2 separate regions of the Arachis hypogaea genome follow, and region 1 is linked to region 2. A link is a contact called in public Hi-C data. All regions are on one chromosome and are shown on one strand. The core of a region is the stretch at or near the end of the contact, and the rest is flanking DNA. Distances in the headings are between cores, read along the strand shown. Region 1 has its middle 21 kb from the start of LOC112791751. Region 2 holds the start of LOC112791750 (large ribosomal subunit protein uL15x).

Region 1 (7,026 bases), core at 3,474-5,973, 43 kb before region 2:
GGGATTTTCCATTACTTAGTTCGGACGATCAATTTGACTTATCATTGAATCGTTTTCTTAACTTAGGTTATTTTTGCGATACATTTTGCTCTGCTCAGGGGCTTTTCCGACTTACTAGTCGTATGCCATCTTATTGCCGAGTTCTTATGATCGTCTTTTATAACCTCTTTACACCGACTTGTACCTCGTCGCTTTATCTTGCCAACCTTGTAGGTCGGGCAGCAGATTTTCGCAGTTTTTCGAGCTTAATTCGGTGCGTGTCGTAGAAATACTAATGAAAATTTCTCTTCAAATTGCAAGCATGTCACGACCTTGGGAGCTCAGCTCCATTCAAGTTGGACATTTTGTAGTAACCCCTTTCTTAAGACTTCTAGGGTCCTATCCAGTTTGCTGTCAGTTTTTCTTTGCTCGACCTTTATAGCCCGATATTATTTCCTATCAAGATGAGGTCTTTTGCGGCGAATCTCGTAGCCATACTTTGTCTCAAAAGCTCTTTTCTTATCCGAGTTCAAATTTCTAGAAGGAGGTCAAGCTTTTCTTTTGAATTTTGAATGTTAACTAACTTTTTTATAGAATTTCTTAAAGCCTCTTTTCTTATCTGAGTTTGCTTTTAGATTTTTGGAAGGAGGTCGAATTCTTCTTTTGTGCTCTAGCATCATTGTAGAATGTTGTCTTTGGTTTTTGATGATTTTGGACTTGGCTCTCATAATAAGCCAGTGCCCCTACTCGAGGTCGAGTTTCATGAAGTCGGACTCGAGTATTCAGTCATGCCATTCTTTACTATTTGTTGCTATATGACTTTTACAAGTTATTTTGGACTCTCTTTTTGGGAGGTCGGATAACTTGTTTTATACTTGTTGTGTCAACTTAGTAAGGTCGGATCCTTATCTCTTGGCTTGAGGAGGCATTCTTATAAATCGCCATCCTTTTTTCAATTTGTTTTAAACAAATTGTTGTGAGGTGGGTTTACATCCTCTTTGTGTTGATGTTTGATTATGGTCACGCTGTCCTTAAGTTATATGTGCAATTCATTTTAGGTTTGCCCCTTGCCAGCTTGATTTAGTACAAGTGGCTTAGTGAGGTCGGACCACGATTTGCATTTATAACTTCTTACACCACTTTGGATCTCGTCACTTCAAGTCAGAAAAAGTGTGCATTAGGGAGTAAGGTGTATTTTCTAGATGTAATATCCCTTTTGTTGTAGACATGACACAATCTAGGTAGATTATTTTTGAGTAAGTCAAGTATGTTGTAGTAGTTCTTTTTCAAGTCTTAAGTGACTTTGTTGGGATCTTTTTATTTTGGTGTTGGCTTTTCTTCGTCCGATTTTGGCCCGATGTCATTTTGAATCAAGATGAGGTTGTCAATTGAAAAATTTCTTCGTATGACCTTCTCATGGCCATTTATGCTTGGGATCTGGTTCTCGAAGTCGTACCTCACGAAAGAGGTCGGACTTTTCTCTGTAAGCTTTAAGCCTATCCGACCTTGTTGTAAAGTCGGACTTTTAAAAGAGGTCGGATTTTTCTTTATGAGCTCTCTAAAAGAGGTCGAATTTTGTACAACTTTTTTCGACCTAGTAGACTTCTTTGAAGTTGTTGAGATAGTTATGTGGATTAGTAGATCCATAGTAGGGATCCATGTTGGGATGTTGAAAATTAGTTGGAACCTTTGCACGCATGACCTCTTTAGAACAAATATCATCCCCTCCAATGAAGACCGGACCTTTGTCACCCCGACTTTCTTTGTCTTTTGGATCGGATCCATCTTTATTGGTGTGCAAATGACATCAAATTCCACCACAGGATTATTTCTTTTCATATTCATTGGCAGTGATGTAATTTGTGAGCAACCAACAAAAGATGTGCCATGTGAATTTTTCGTGTTATTCACTGCTCTGTTGTAATTGATATGTGAATCCAATGAATAAAAAACTGGATTCATCAATCCATTGTCGGATTGGGTTGCATTCAAATTAGCTGATGCTGCATTTTTTTGGCATAAATTGAGAAGAAAGTTCTCATTGCTTTTATCAACAATGTTTTCTATTCCTTCTTTAATTACTGACCAATATGAGACATTTTATTTATTTATAAAATCTGTGTATTTGGAAGATGCAACTGCTCCATTATCATGAGTGGGTATCATGATTTTTTTCTGAGGTTGTAAGTCGGCACAAATGTTGTTATCCATTCTATTCCACGAAGAGGTTGGGATCAGTCATGTTCCCTTTTTTCCCTTTCTATTTTTTTATACGTAACTTCTTTTGCCAATTGAATTTTCTGAATTGAAAATTCTTTTATTCAATTGGCTTTCGAGTTCATCTTAGTTCACGTAATTTCTTTTGCCAATTGAATTTTCTGAATTGAAAATTCTTTTATTCAATTGGCTTTCGAGTTCGTCTTGGTTTGCCTTTTACAATGGCCTTGGGATGGTGCTTTCTTCTCTTTTTGTTTGATTTAATCCAATTTAACTGTAGAAGTAGAATCATCATCCCTATTTAATATCCTCTCTCCATTGGGAGAAGTTTTTATGGGATTTCTGGTATCCATAGAAACTGTATTCCAGCTTCTTTTTAACATGCTTGCATCTTATTCATGTCGAGAGGTTGTCCGACCATCTTGTTGATCATCCGCCATTATCAAGGATTGAGCTCCATGTCCCCGGCAACGACGCCAATGTTACGTTGGGTAACCGGAGGTTAATGGGCTGGACTCGTTGGGTTGGCCCAATCGTATGAGGGAGGAAGCCTTTGAGCGGGTTTGCGCCTTTAGAGACTCCTTCCGACTTGTGAGTGTGAGAGAATGGGGGGTGGTACCTGCAAAGACACTCCGATGCCTAAGTTAGCAAGGGTGTGAGCAGATCTAGAGAGTATTGGGACTTAGTGATACCTAAGCGGTGTCAGTGTATTTGTAGTGGTGAACCAATAACCACCGTTGGAGTAGTGCCACCTTTTTAGGTGGATAACCGTCCCTTTATCTAGGGATTGTTGGGATATGACTTCTAGAAGTGGGTTGAGAGATTTTAGGGACAGTTACTTATTTGAATAAGTGTTATCTGCCAGTTATCTCTTGAGCCCGACTTCTTTGGAAAGAAGTCTGTGTTGAGTCCGACCTCTTCTGAAGGAGTCGGTGAATAACGAAGGCCAATCTTTGGATTGGGCCTTTTGGTGTATTTGGACCTGGGCCTTAGTATTGGGTCAGGGTATGAACAATTTATATTGCGTGAAATATGAAATTTTTTAGTTTAGAATCTAAAATTTAGAATTTATAATTTAGAATTTGGGTTTCAAATTTAGGGTTTGAAGTTAGGATTTAAAAATTTGGAATTTGAATTTTAAAATCAATTTAAAATATTTTTTATTTTTAAGGATCTATTTTTTATTTATCATATTGAAATTTTGTTTATTTTGATAAATATATTTCATTCTTTAAATTTGCTATATTTTAATAATATGTGAGAATAAATTTGATTTTGATTTTTTATATGACGTGGATCATAAATAAGTAAATAATTGGTTGCTAATGATAACGAATTTAGTGGTGTACATATAATGGGATTGTTATAATTAATAAAAGAAAGAGATAAAAAAAATAATTTTCTTCAACTAATAATTAGCCAACAAACGAGGGAGTATGAAGAAAATATAGTTTAGGTTATTATTATAGAGGGGGAATTTCTTTTTCCCAAAAAAGAAAGAGATGTAGGTAGAAAAAAATGTTTGCTTAGAGAAACTATTGTGCGTTTGAAAAGCTGGATTTATTTTAAATTCTTCTATTATTATTTAAAAATATGACCAAATGTTTTTTTTAATTATTATTATGGAGACTCTTCTAATGTGGCTCAAGAGTGCTACACATATTACATTACGTAGTATAAAGTATAAACTATTGGTACAGGGGCGTGGAGTGATTATTAAAATTAAAAGCAGTAGATTATCGTCTAAAATTGTTCTGAGTTAGAATTAAGAAGAAAAAATTAGAAGGAAGTGTAGCTGGTATCGTTGACCAAGACATAAGCTAGATTTTGCTTGTCGACAATGCCTAATTGTGGAGACATGGTATCTATGCTTATTTGAATTCGAGCATTTATATGATGTGAGTCCAAGTTTTTGGATCATAACAATAAAACCAAGAAGGATTATTATTGTTGATAAAGATTAAGTTCCAAGATGGTTTCTTGTCGTTTAGTGTTTGGATCCAGAATCTAAGCGGTATCCATTCTCTCTCTCTTTTTCTTTTTTTCCCTAAAAAATTATCACCTACAAATTAATAACGTTGTTATCGTACTCCCTGTTAATGTTGCAAGTGTGAGGAGTGTTGAAGTTAGTCTTATATTACAAAAAGTACGAAAGAGTGAGGAGTTTATAAGATAAGAAACCTATTAACTTGATGCTTTAAAGTTTTGAGTTAAATGTAATATTTTCTCATATTATGTTATCTCACTTGATTCCTCCCCAAAGTCTTCCGATAATCGAGAGCTCTTCACGATTGACGCAACACTCCCTACTTAAGAATGATAATTTCATGACTAAAGTCTTTGAAACAACAATCTTGGTGAGATATAATTCTTTTTCTTTACAGAAATTGCTTGGTTCTGTATCAATATTGCTTACAGCTCCCCATTATTAATAGCATTTTTTATGAAAAAATAATGATATTGATTACTCATAATATAAAATACCCATCTTTTTTTTATGGAATGATTCCGACAAGACTGCCAAATCAGCAGCAATCACCCATCATTGAAGACGACACAACACACGCACACTAACACTGCCTAGGACTGGAAAAAAAAAATTTGAAATTTTTGTATTTCTTTTCTAATAAGCAAGTTACTTTCAGTTTGTCAAATTAATTATCGTCTTGAAATTTTAGCATAATTCATTTTCTAACACTTGATTTCTTTTTTTAAATTGAGTTATTTTTTATTGAAATTCCACTTTCTTTTTAATTACATAAATTAATAACAAAATTTACATTTGGGAGGTGGCTTTGCTTTTTTTGGTCATACACACTCACTCACTCACACATACTAAAGATTCCATCACTACCCAGCTATAGCTGGGATTCAAACTTGGGATGTGGCTTCTATGAGGCCAACACATAGGCCTCTGCCACCATTTGGGAAGTGGGTTACTATCATCGTTTATGCTATTTAGGGCTTTTATTTGTTTTAAGTTAAGTTAAATTCAATATGGCCCAAAATGAATTTTGTCTGGGTCTATGTTTCATGTATGATCAAACCCGATGCAGCAAAAAAAAAAAAACTACAAAAGCAGCAGCAAATTGAAGATGGAATGGAAGACTACTTCAAAGAAAAAACAAAGAAAAAATAAAAACCCGAAAAAGAAAAATTTAGAGAGGAAGAAATGGAAGATAACATAACAAGATGATTCCTAGGTCATGGAAGTCATCGTTACTGTTACACAGTATCAACATATAGTCTAAACCTCTTAAAAAAGTTGTATAATTTTGTTTTGGAATATTTTTATAAATCCAATACTAAAACTCGGATTCAAGAGCATAAAAAGTTTTAAAAAATCGGTTTGATGAGTAAGTATTTTTTTGGATTTCAAAAAATATATTATAAAAAAATATTAATTTCTCATAACTCATTTTAATACTTAATAATTCAATTTTATGAGGTTAATTATTATCTTGTAACCATTATTCTACTATTAAAAGAGAATATTATAATATTGATTATATATATATGGGTCTAAGAATATTATATGATGAGACGACAATAAGACATCAAACATTTTATGACGAGAGTAGCTCATGAAAAGAATAACTCACATAAGAAAACTCATAAAATCACAACCTCACAATATATGCACTATTTTAAATATATACATTCAAGTATGATCTCTATTTTAATTTTTTTTGTGATCTATGCTAAGTTGAGCATCGAAATTTTGCAGGAACTACTCCTACTATTAAAAATAACAAACTTAAAACATTACGATATTAGAATAGGAGAATAACGACAATATTGTGTCTCTAATTTATTCTCTACAATTTTATTCAGATAACTCATAAATCGGGAAGAGCAAAAATAAGTTTGCCGTCAATTAGAAGCGTATGTTTAATTTAAAGTTTGATATAGTATCTATGTTGAATGTAAAATGTTATTTATATGTAGCAAAGAATATTTATTGTGCTCCATTTCTTATATATCAATGAAATCGGGAAAAAAATTTATAGAACTTTAATTGGTCACATTAACACTGTATTACCAATTGTGAGACAGCAGTTTATCCAAAAACTAAAAGGTGTCGTATTTTTTAAAATAAACGACTTCATTAATAATTTAAAAAAATAAAATTTATTATCATGCATTCTTAAAAATAAATTATTTATGAAACAAAATTTTAAAAACAAAATAAATATTACATCTTAAAAAACAATTATTATCATTCGTTAAAATAAGTTATTTGCCATTTATAAAAATATTTTTTAATTATTTTTATCGTATTTTTTAATATTTTTAGAATATTTTTGTTGTCATTAAAAATAAAAAATATTTTTGTCAACGTTTTCAAAAATTGTAAATAGTATTTGGATAACTATTTAAAAATACATAAAAAATTAAATAAAAATTTGATCTCTATAAATTTTTATTTTTTTTTGATTATTAAAAAAATTGCAAAATAAAACTACTTAGCATAAAATTATTAAATGGTAAGGATAAAAAATGTCTTCTTTTTATCATGCTTGTAAAAAACTATAATTAAATTTAATCTTTAAAGTATTTTTAAAAAATATATATTTAATATGATGTATTTTTATCAAATTTTAGAAGATTTTTGAGAATATTTTTATTATTAACAAAAATGGATGATATTAACCTTTTGTCAGCGTATTCAAAAATCGAGACCGATTTTAATGATTTACCCTTTGTATCTTAGATGACATCTATAATGTTTAATAAAAGAATAGCTATAATAATTCTTAATCATTTGATATAATTGCTAATTTGCTAGAGTATTAGTCAAAAACTCAAAATATGTGGGTAAATTGGTAA
Region 2 (7,524 bases), core at 4,202-6,701:
ATAAATAATCAAAAGAAAAGAACTAAATTATTCTTAATATAATTTTCTCTCATTATTAGTAACGTTTTAGTCTTTAACTTTTTTATTTAATAATAAATGGTATAATAGGTAAAATTTAATTAATGATCTTCTGAAATTAAAAAATAAATTTAATTTGAAAAACAATAAAAAATAAATAAAAAACAGTTAATAAATGCAGAGAATAGCATGCTTTGGGATTCGGTTCTATTATTGTACCAAAAAATCATAATCACGGGACAGCTTCCAGTAGTAGTTCCTACTTCATACCAAACATTGCACTCATTGCTTGATGAATTGAAAAAGGTGGAAACTCAGATGATGCAGGCGAAAAAATTAATATTTGAGAGCAGTTAAATAATTTAATTAATTTATTTAATTAATTTAATTAAATTTTTATTTAACGTTTTTTAAATATTAATTTTATGTGAATTTAATTAAATTATTATATAAAAAATTTTAACTATTAATTTAATATAAAAATAATTATGTGTAAATCTTAACATTATTCAATATTAGGTGATTAATTTAATTATAATAATTATTTAATAATTTTTTAGAATGAATATTATAATATCTATTATTTTGTATTTAAATTACTAAAAAAAATAAATAAATAATATTTAATAAATTTTATATAATTTATTTTTTATTTTAAACATTTTATTTTTTACTTTAAAAGAGAAATTAAATAATTTAAATACCATAATAAAGACACCATAAAACTCTCTTTTTTTTTTTTGTGTATAGCATTTGGAATGGATAGCAAAGTCAAAATGAAAACTTATTGCCACTAGGCACTTGCTCCCACACTCAGCCAAACGACAGAAATTCATTAATTTAAGCATAAAGGCAGGGGCCAAGAGGGAGCTATCATCAAATTATATAAACGAAAATGTTTGGTGATCAACATAAATTAACCAAAAAATAATCAAAATTTATTTTATTGATCATTTATTGATTATTATACTAATTAATAAATATTATATAAAATAAGTTCGGACGATTTTTTTTACCTTAGCATTACCGTTATATAAATTATGATTTCTCATCACTATCCATCATTAGTATTTATATCATAGTGTGCACTTGATAAAATTTAAAGTAATGTTTCATGCAAAACTACCTTTTGAATCATTCCACACCCTTCCCCACCCAAGAAAAAGAAAAACATTTGTCGTTTTCTTTCTTTTCCTTGATATAAAAGTGATTGATCGATTTAACAGTGAGAAGTTTAAGCTCCCTCAATTATTTAATGGCCAATTCTATAGTGTTTATGATTTGGTATCTAAATTTTGCTTAACTTTTTTTTAGTAAATTTTAAATTTTTAAAAATTATTTATTTTTATATTTTTTAAATTAAATATTGATTTTTAACTCTTTTTAGTAAATAGGCACCACATTTTAGGCACCATAGCATTCACCTTATTTAATTTGGAATCTAGTGAATATATATCACAATGCTACAGACCCCACCATGGTTTAAGCATTTTTGGAAAAGCAAAGAAGGACCTCTCATGGAAAACAGAAAGAACATTTCACACACGGCCTTACCGATACATATGGATGCACTTGCTACGAATCCAGTATAACTACATACAAATTCTGATCACTTTAGTAATGGATCTCACACACCTACAATTCTAAATTAAAATTCTAGAAAAATCAATGGAATTTATCTCCATTAAGTATTATCAAAACTGAAATTTTTATTTATTTATTTATTTAAACTATTTTGGTTTCTTCCTCCTTTACCATGCGTGCATACTTTTTCTGGGACGTGACCATGCACACTACTTTCTTATGTGTTTCTGCCAAAAGTAATTTTCAAATTTGTCCTTGAAAAATTAAGCACATGTTGGAATTGTGATATACTTAATCTTTCAGCATTACTTTAATTGTGCTATGAGTATAGCCTATTTGAATTTGGTGAAATCATATCTGACCTTGTAGCAATGGATTTGCAGCATGAACATCTTGGGTTGGACCGTGATGGTATCCTTTGGAATGAATGCAGCAGTAAGGTATTTGTTATTGTGTTAATCCTAAAGTGTAAAGTGGTTATTGTTTAATTAAGATGAATTAATTTTGTTGAGTTGTGGGCAGTGTGAGGGTGTCAAATGAACTAGGGGCATCACACCCAAGAGCAGCGAAATTCTCGCTAGTGGTAGCAGTGATAACATCGTTTGTGCTGGGTCTAGCAATGTCACTGGTTCTTATCATGTTCAGGAAGCAATACCCTTCCTTGTTCTCGAATGATTCAGCGGTGAAGGAACTGGTGATGGAGCTGACACCAATGTTGGCCTTTTGCATCATCATCAACAATGTGCAGCCTGTTCTTTCAGGTGTTGCCGTTGGGGCAGGGTGGCAGAGTCTTGTTGCCTATGTCAACATTGCTTGTTACTATCTTTTTGGAGTTCCTCTTGGACTTATTTTGGGATATGCGCTTGACTTTGGTGTCATTGTAAGCCTTTCTCTTGCTTCCCTTATTTGCCTTCTCTATTATTCAGTCGTGTGATATGTTATGATGGATATTTCCAGGGGATCTGGTCTGGGATGCTCACGGGGACCATTGTCCAAACTTGTGTTCTATTCATCATAGTATATAGAACTGACTGGGACAAAGAGGTAACGTTTTTGTGAAGATCAGACCATATCACATTGCATGCAAACCAATTTCATTATGTTATATTCATGCTAATTTTGGGTGTTGATGGCAGGCCTCCCTTGCAGAAGATAGAATAAAGAAGTGGGGTGGGCATAAAGATTCAAAACCCAATGGTGTCGCAAATAATGATCAGCAAACATGAAAGTGTTGCAAATTCTAGAACCAAGTTTTTTATGTATTTAATTTCATTTTGTCAAACTTGTGTTCAAGGGCCAACATTAGCCCAGTTGTATAATTTAGAAGTGTTATGCCTAGTTGCCTCGTATGATAGGAATGCTAGAAAGTCATCAAAATTTATTATTTTTTATCATCAAATGTGATGGTCAAAAACAATAAATTTCGATAATCCTCTAGCACTTCTCTATCTCCACCCCTCAAACAGGGGTGGCTGAGTCTCGGACGATAGGGCTGTAGTGGATGGGGTTGCTGCTGCTCATCCTTTTCTTCCGTTCACCTGTTTCTTTCTCAACACTCATCCCTTCTGAACTCTCTTTTATGTCACAATGCTACTTTGCCTTCCGGCTTGCAATCTGCAAGAAATTAAAGAATCAATTTAGAGGTTGTTGCTTCTGTTTTGGTAGTACTAGCTTTGTTGCACCCAAGTATAGCGCTCCATATCCAGGTTGTGTTCCGGTTCCCCATATAAGTCGAAAAAATCTAACCGAAGGTCTAAGTCATCCAACTGGAGGCCAGGTTTCCATGAATTACAGTAGTGTTTGGTTAGTGGGTGTGTCTGCTTAAGACAGAGACACGCCCACACACATCCTCTATTTGGTTGTTTCTTCTCTCTTCATGGCCTGCCATCACTTCCTCTTCATACTCTCCAGATTGCGTCTCTGTCTTCTTCCTTCTTCTAAATCTCCAGATCTGCGATTTGTATCTCTGCCATATTGCAATCAAACCTTTATCATCGACCAATTGTGTCTCCATCTTCATCTTTGTTCATCCTTTTATTTGCCCTTTTCTGGATTTTTTTCCTAAAATGAAATTCTATTTTTTATTTGTTTTTTAATATTATGTATTAGGAAAAAAATTATAGTATGGATACTATGGATAATTTATTTCCATTGGCTTCTACGCGTTGAAATATTTCACCCTCCAATTAATTTTTTTAACAAGTTAAAATTGACACAAGGATTCAAAATAGAAATCATGCCAATTAATTACTTGTTATTTGATTAAGAAGATATGTATTAAATTTGTTGTTAAAATTACTAAAATTTTTGTTACCTGCGTAATTTTTTGTTATGAATGGAGATGAACTATGTCTGTGTGTCCATGTCTCATGCTATACACTAAACATACGGAGCTGTAACTGGAACAAATATCGTTGATTGAGGTGGCTGGAGGGTAGGATTAGGGATGGAATTGATTTGTAAATTCTATATGTTCTATGGGCTATCAGGCTTTCAAAGAAGCTCTTGGGTTTTGTTGTAATACATGTATTGTCTATTGTGTTGGGACTGTAGTATTAAAATGTCATATATAACTTTATAAGGTAGATCCATACGATTCTACCAACAAAAAAAATTAACCTTCTAATGATAAAATATTACACAAATATGTTTTGCACAAATTATAAAAAAAAAAGTGAACAAAAGTTTGAATTTCACACTCTAGCCCAAGCGAAGTCCAGCAGGAGAAAGGAGGTAAAACTTAAAACATTTCCCCATTTCCGTGAGAAGATAACTTGTTATGGTGTAAAATCCCAATACTATTACTACTACTGTATTTTCAATATCTATGCATTATTTATTGGAAATGGCGGAACAAGATTATCCTTAACAATTACATTGGAAGTTTGATTTTAGGCCGCAAGCATACTGATCAGTGGACTGATGAATTTAATCGCTTCCATAATTTTTTCTTTTAAGAAAACCGTGAATTACCCCCGAGTATTAAAGCTTCTTCACAATCTATTAATCCGTAGCCTAATAAAAATTAGGCAACTTCATAGTTTCTCTGCACATACCACCGCAGCTTAACAGATTGCAGAATAGATTTGGTTGCGGATATGAATTAAACAGATCAAAAGACAAACCTAGAATAGATTTCTCCAAGCACTCCTGAAGAACCATTTCCATTGCGCAAACTGGATTAATAGATTAACTAATCTAATTGAAACAACGGTTCAGCGCATATGAAATAAACTTCTCTAAAAAATATATATATCCTTAGCAATATAAGACAGCATTACGATTCGGAAAATATCCATAACAGCATTTAATTAAAATTAAAACGATCAGAAACCAGAGTCTCAACAGATCACAAAACTTAAAACTCCTGAATGAAGAAAAAGAAAATGAAGTTTAAAAGGAAACCTAAGCGGTGAGAAGGACGGCGCCACCGTTCTCCTTGATCTTCTTCTCGGCGACCTTGGAAATAAGCTTAGCCTTGACGACAACAGGCTGGTTCTGAGGGAGCACACCTTTTCCCAAGACCTTGAAGTAACCATGCTGAGTTACATCGATCAATGGAGCCTTCTTCTCCTTAGAGGCCTTATCCTTCACCTCTTGCGGGACCAATGACCACAGCTTGTCGATGTTAACGATTGGGCAATGGAACTTGTTGCGGAGCTTGTGAAAATACCGCATACCTACCTTACCGAAGTAACCGGGATGGTACTTGTCAAACAGGATTCTGTGGTGGTGCATGCCACCGGCGTTACCACGACCTCCTGGGTGCTTACGGTGCTTTCCGATACGACCGTGCCCAGCGCTCACGTGACCGCGCTTCTTGCGGTTCTTCTTGAAGCGAGTTGTCATCTTCGGATCTCAAGCGAGCACTCTGAAGGTAGGGGTTCGGCGGACAGAGATAGAGGAATTAGGGTTTGGGGTATTTTATAGTTGCGTGAGGATGGATTTAGATTTTTTGGTTTATGGTTTTACAACTAGGGTTTTGGTGTTATGGGCCTTTTTTTTGTTAGAGTCCAGGACAACAGACAAGCCCAAATCACACAAAACCGGATCCCCAAACCTATGACCCGACCCGGAGTTGGAAGAGCTCTCCTTCCCCAATCTGCAGCTGTAGCTCTTTATCGGTACCTTATCCCGTTTCTGAAGACTCATTCCTCGTCGTCGCTGTTCTTCCCGCCGTCTCCTGCATCGGCGCTTTAGCCCGGATCTTCGCCGGCGGACCTGCTGCTCTCCCCGTCGTTCTCGCCTTGCTTGAGTTGCCAAGACGGAAGCGCGGCGCCTTCACTTCGGACTTCGCCGCCAAGAACCATACTGTATTTGGGCTCTGAGCCTTTATTTGATAATGTCGAGCCAGAAATAAAGAAGAACCTGTTATGTTGTTGGCCCAGAAAACATCACAAAAATTTTTGTTCTTTAGATGATCAATTACGACAAGTTTAATTGATTTTGATTTGATTTGCTCCATGAGCATTCAGACTGATGTTTCACCAATTTTATAACTGTATAACTATAGTTAAGTTAATCTCTTGACAATACGAAAAAACTGAGCTTCAATTATCAAGTTAATCAAAAGCAGCCAATACGCGACACTGGACAGTCCACAACTAACCAACTACAGAGATCATATTCTTAAGTGCCAAGTAAATACACGCAATGCTTTAGTTTATTAGTTATCATCTATGTCTTGCAATAAGTATATTTAAATTTGAGATTGGTTAAGACCAATGGTGAATAAAAACTCGTAATATTAATGAGTATATAATGTGAGTGAATATTGTGACGATATAATAAGTAGAAGCTGTTCAACCCACCCTTCTGGAAAAAAATTCCAAGTAAACTCACTACATTATCTACTCTCGCGGCTGTAATATCATTTCTTCTTTTTTTTTTTTAATTGGTTACAGACCACTTGATGTGAGGAACCTAAACCTTCGAGGTAAGCATTAAAGTGGTTCCTTAAGTTGTCCTCGAGGATCAAAGTAGTCTCTGAACTTAAAAATTTGTCTAGATCGTTCCTGAACTTGATCTCCGGTACTCATAGTGGTCCTTCCGATGAATTTCGTCCAGCTGGCGCAATCGGAAAGCTGACCTGGCGTCGTTAGTGACACGTTTGCAACCCAAAACGACGTCGTTTTTGGTGTGGCGCCAAAAAGACATAAAACGTCATCGTTTTATGGGAAAAAAAACCCCTCCCTCAATGTTACACTAACGTCTCATCTCCCATACTCAAACACACAAACACAACACAAAGCAGAGCTCTCTTCTTCTCCGTTATCCTCTTCACTGGCGCCAGTGCTATTGCAGTCACCGGAGCGTATTTCGGTGGAGAACCTAAACTCCAGAGGATCGCCTTCATCATCTGCAGCATACAGAGAGTTGTGAAGACGGGTTTCTCTGATAAAGGTACGCAAAAAAAATATTTAAATGTGTGGTGAAACTCTGTTTTTTAAATTTTGTTGTTAATCTATTCTTCACAAGGAGAAAAAACGTTTTGTTGGAGTGTTTTATGTCAGAATGCATGCTTGTGTTTTGGGGTATTGGCTAGGGTTTGATCAGGAGGAGGTTTCTTAGTGGTTAGGCTAACTAAGGGGGTTTTTGTTAAGACGAAAACTTATTTTTTTGTCCAAGGGTTTACTGCTGTTACAGTTTTAGTTATGGAGTTAGTAAGTTGGTAATGTGGTTGAAGTTTAGGGAGGCTGATATAAGATAAAAAAAATTTAAATTGCAGATGGGTGATGATTTGATTACCATACTATTTCACCATGGAAGATCATTCATCACAGATTTTGATGGAGGTGTGACTTACAATGGTGGAGATGTCTTTGAGTTGCCAAGAGTTGATACAGACAAATTGAACGTCTTCTTTGTCCGAGACTACCACAAGGATCTTGGATATGACAAGGTCACTCAAACATGGTGGTT

What was found. Hi-C and Micro-C count contacts between places; a contact is called where the count stands out from the background.
Region 1: a contact with region 2 is called in a Hi-C map of leaf, with 1.9 times the contacts expected there. The contact joins the enhancer-like site here to the promoter of LOC112791750 in region 2. A contact is called at or near these places in 2 of 8 Hi-C or Micro-C datasets (both in leaf).

What each region holds. Positions count from the first base shown.
Region 1 is chr3:132,545,263-132,552,288 of arahy.Tifrunner.gnm2.J5K5, reverse strand. No RefSeq gene overlaps it. Among protein-coding and RNA genes, the nearest start is that of LOC112791751, 21 kb to the left of the region's middle. Within about 2 kb of position 4,723, at least 3 of the 3 cell types and tissues checked have open chromatin away from gene starts, as enhancers often do.
Region 2 is chr3:132,502,660-132,510,183 of arahy.Tifrunner.gnm2.J5K5, reverse strand. LOC112791750 (large ribosomal subunit protein uL15x) reads right to left here and starts at 5,451. Exons shown (of 1, transcript XM_025834702.2): 1 at 4,828-5,451. The coding sequence starts at 5,451. The coding sequence ends at 5,008. It overlaps LOC112791748 (protein DETOXIFICATION 29), which reads left to right. Exons shown (of 7, transcript XM_025834701.3): 4 at 1,986-2,042; 5 at 2,125-2,482; 6 at 2,560-2,646; 7 at 2,739-5,496. The coding sequence ends at 2,828.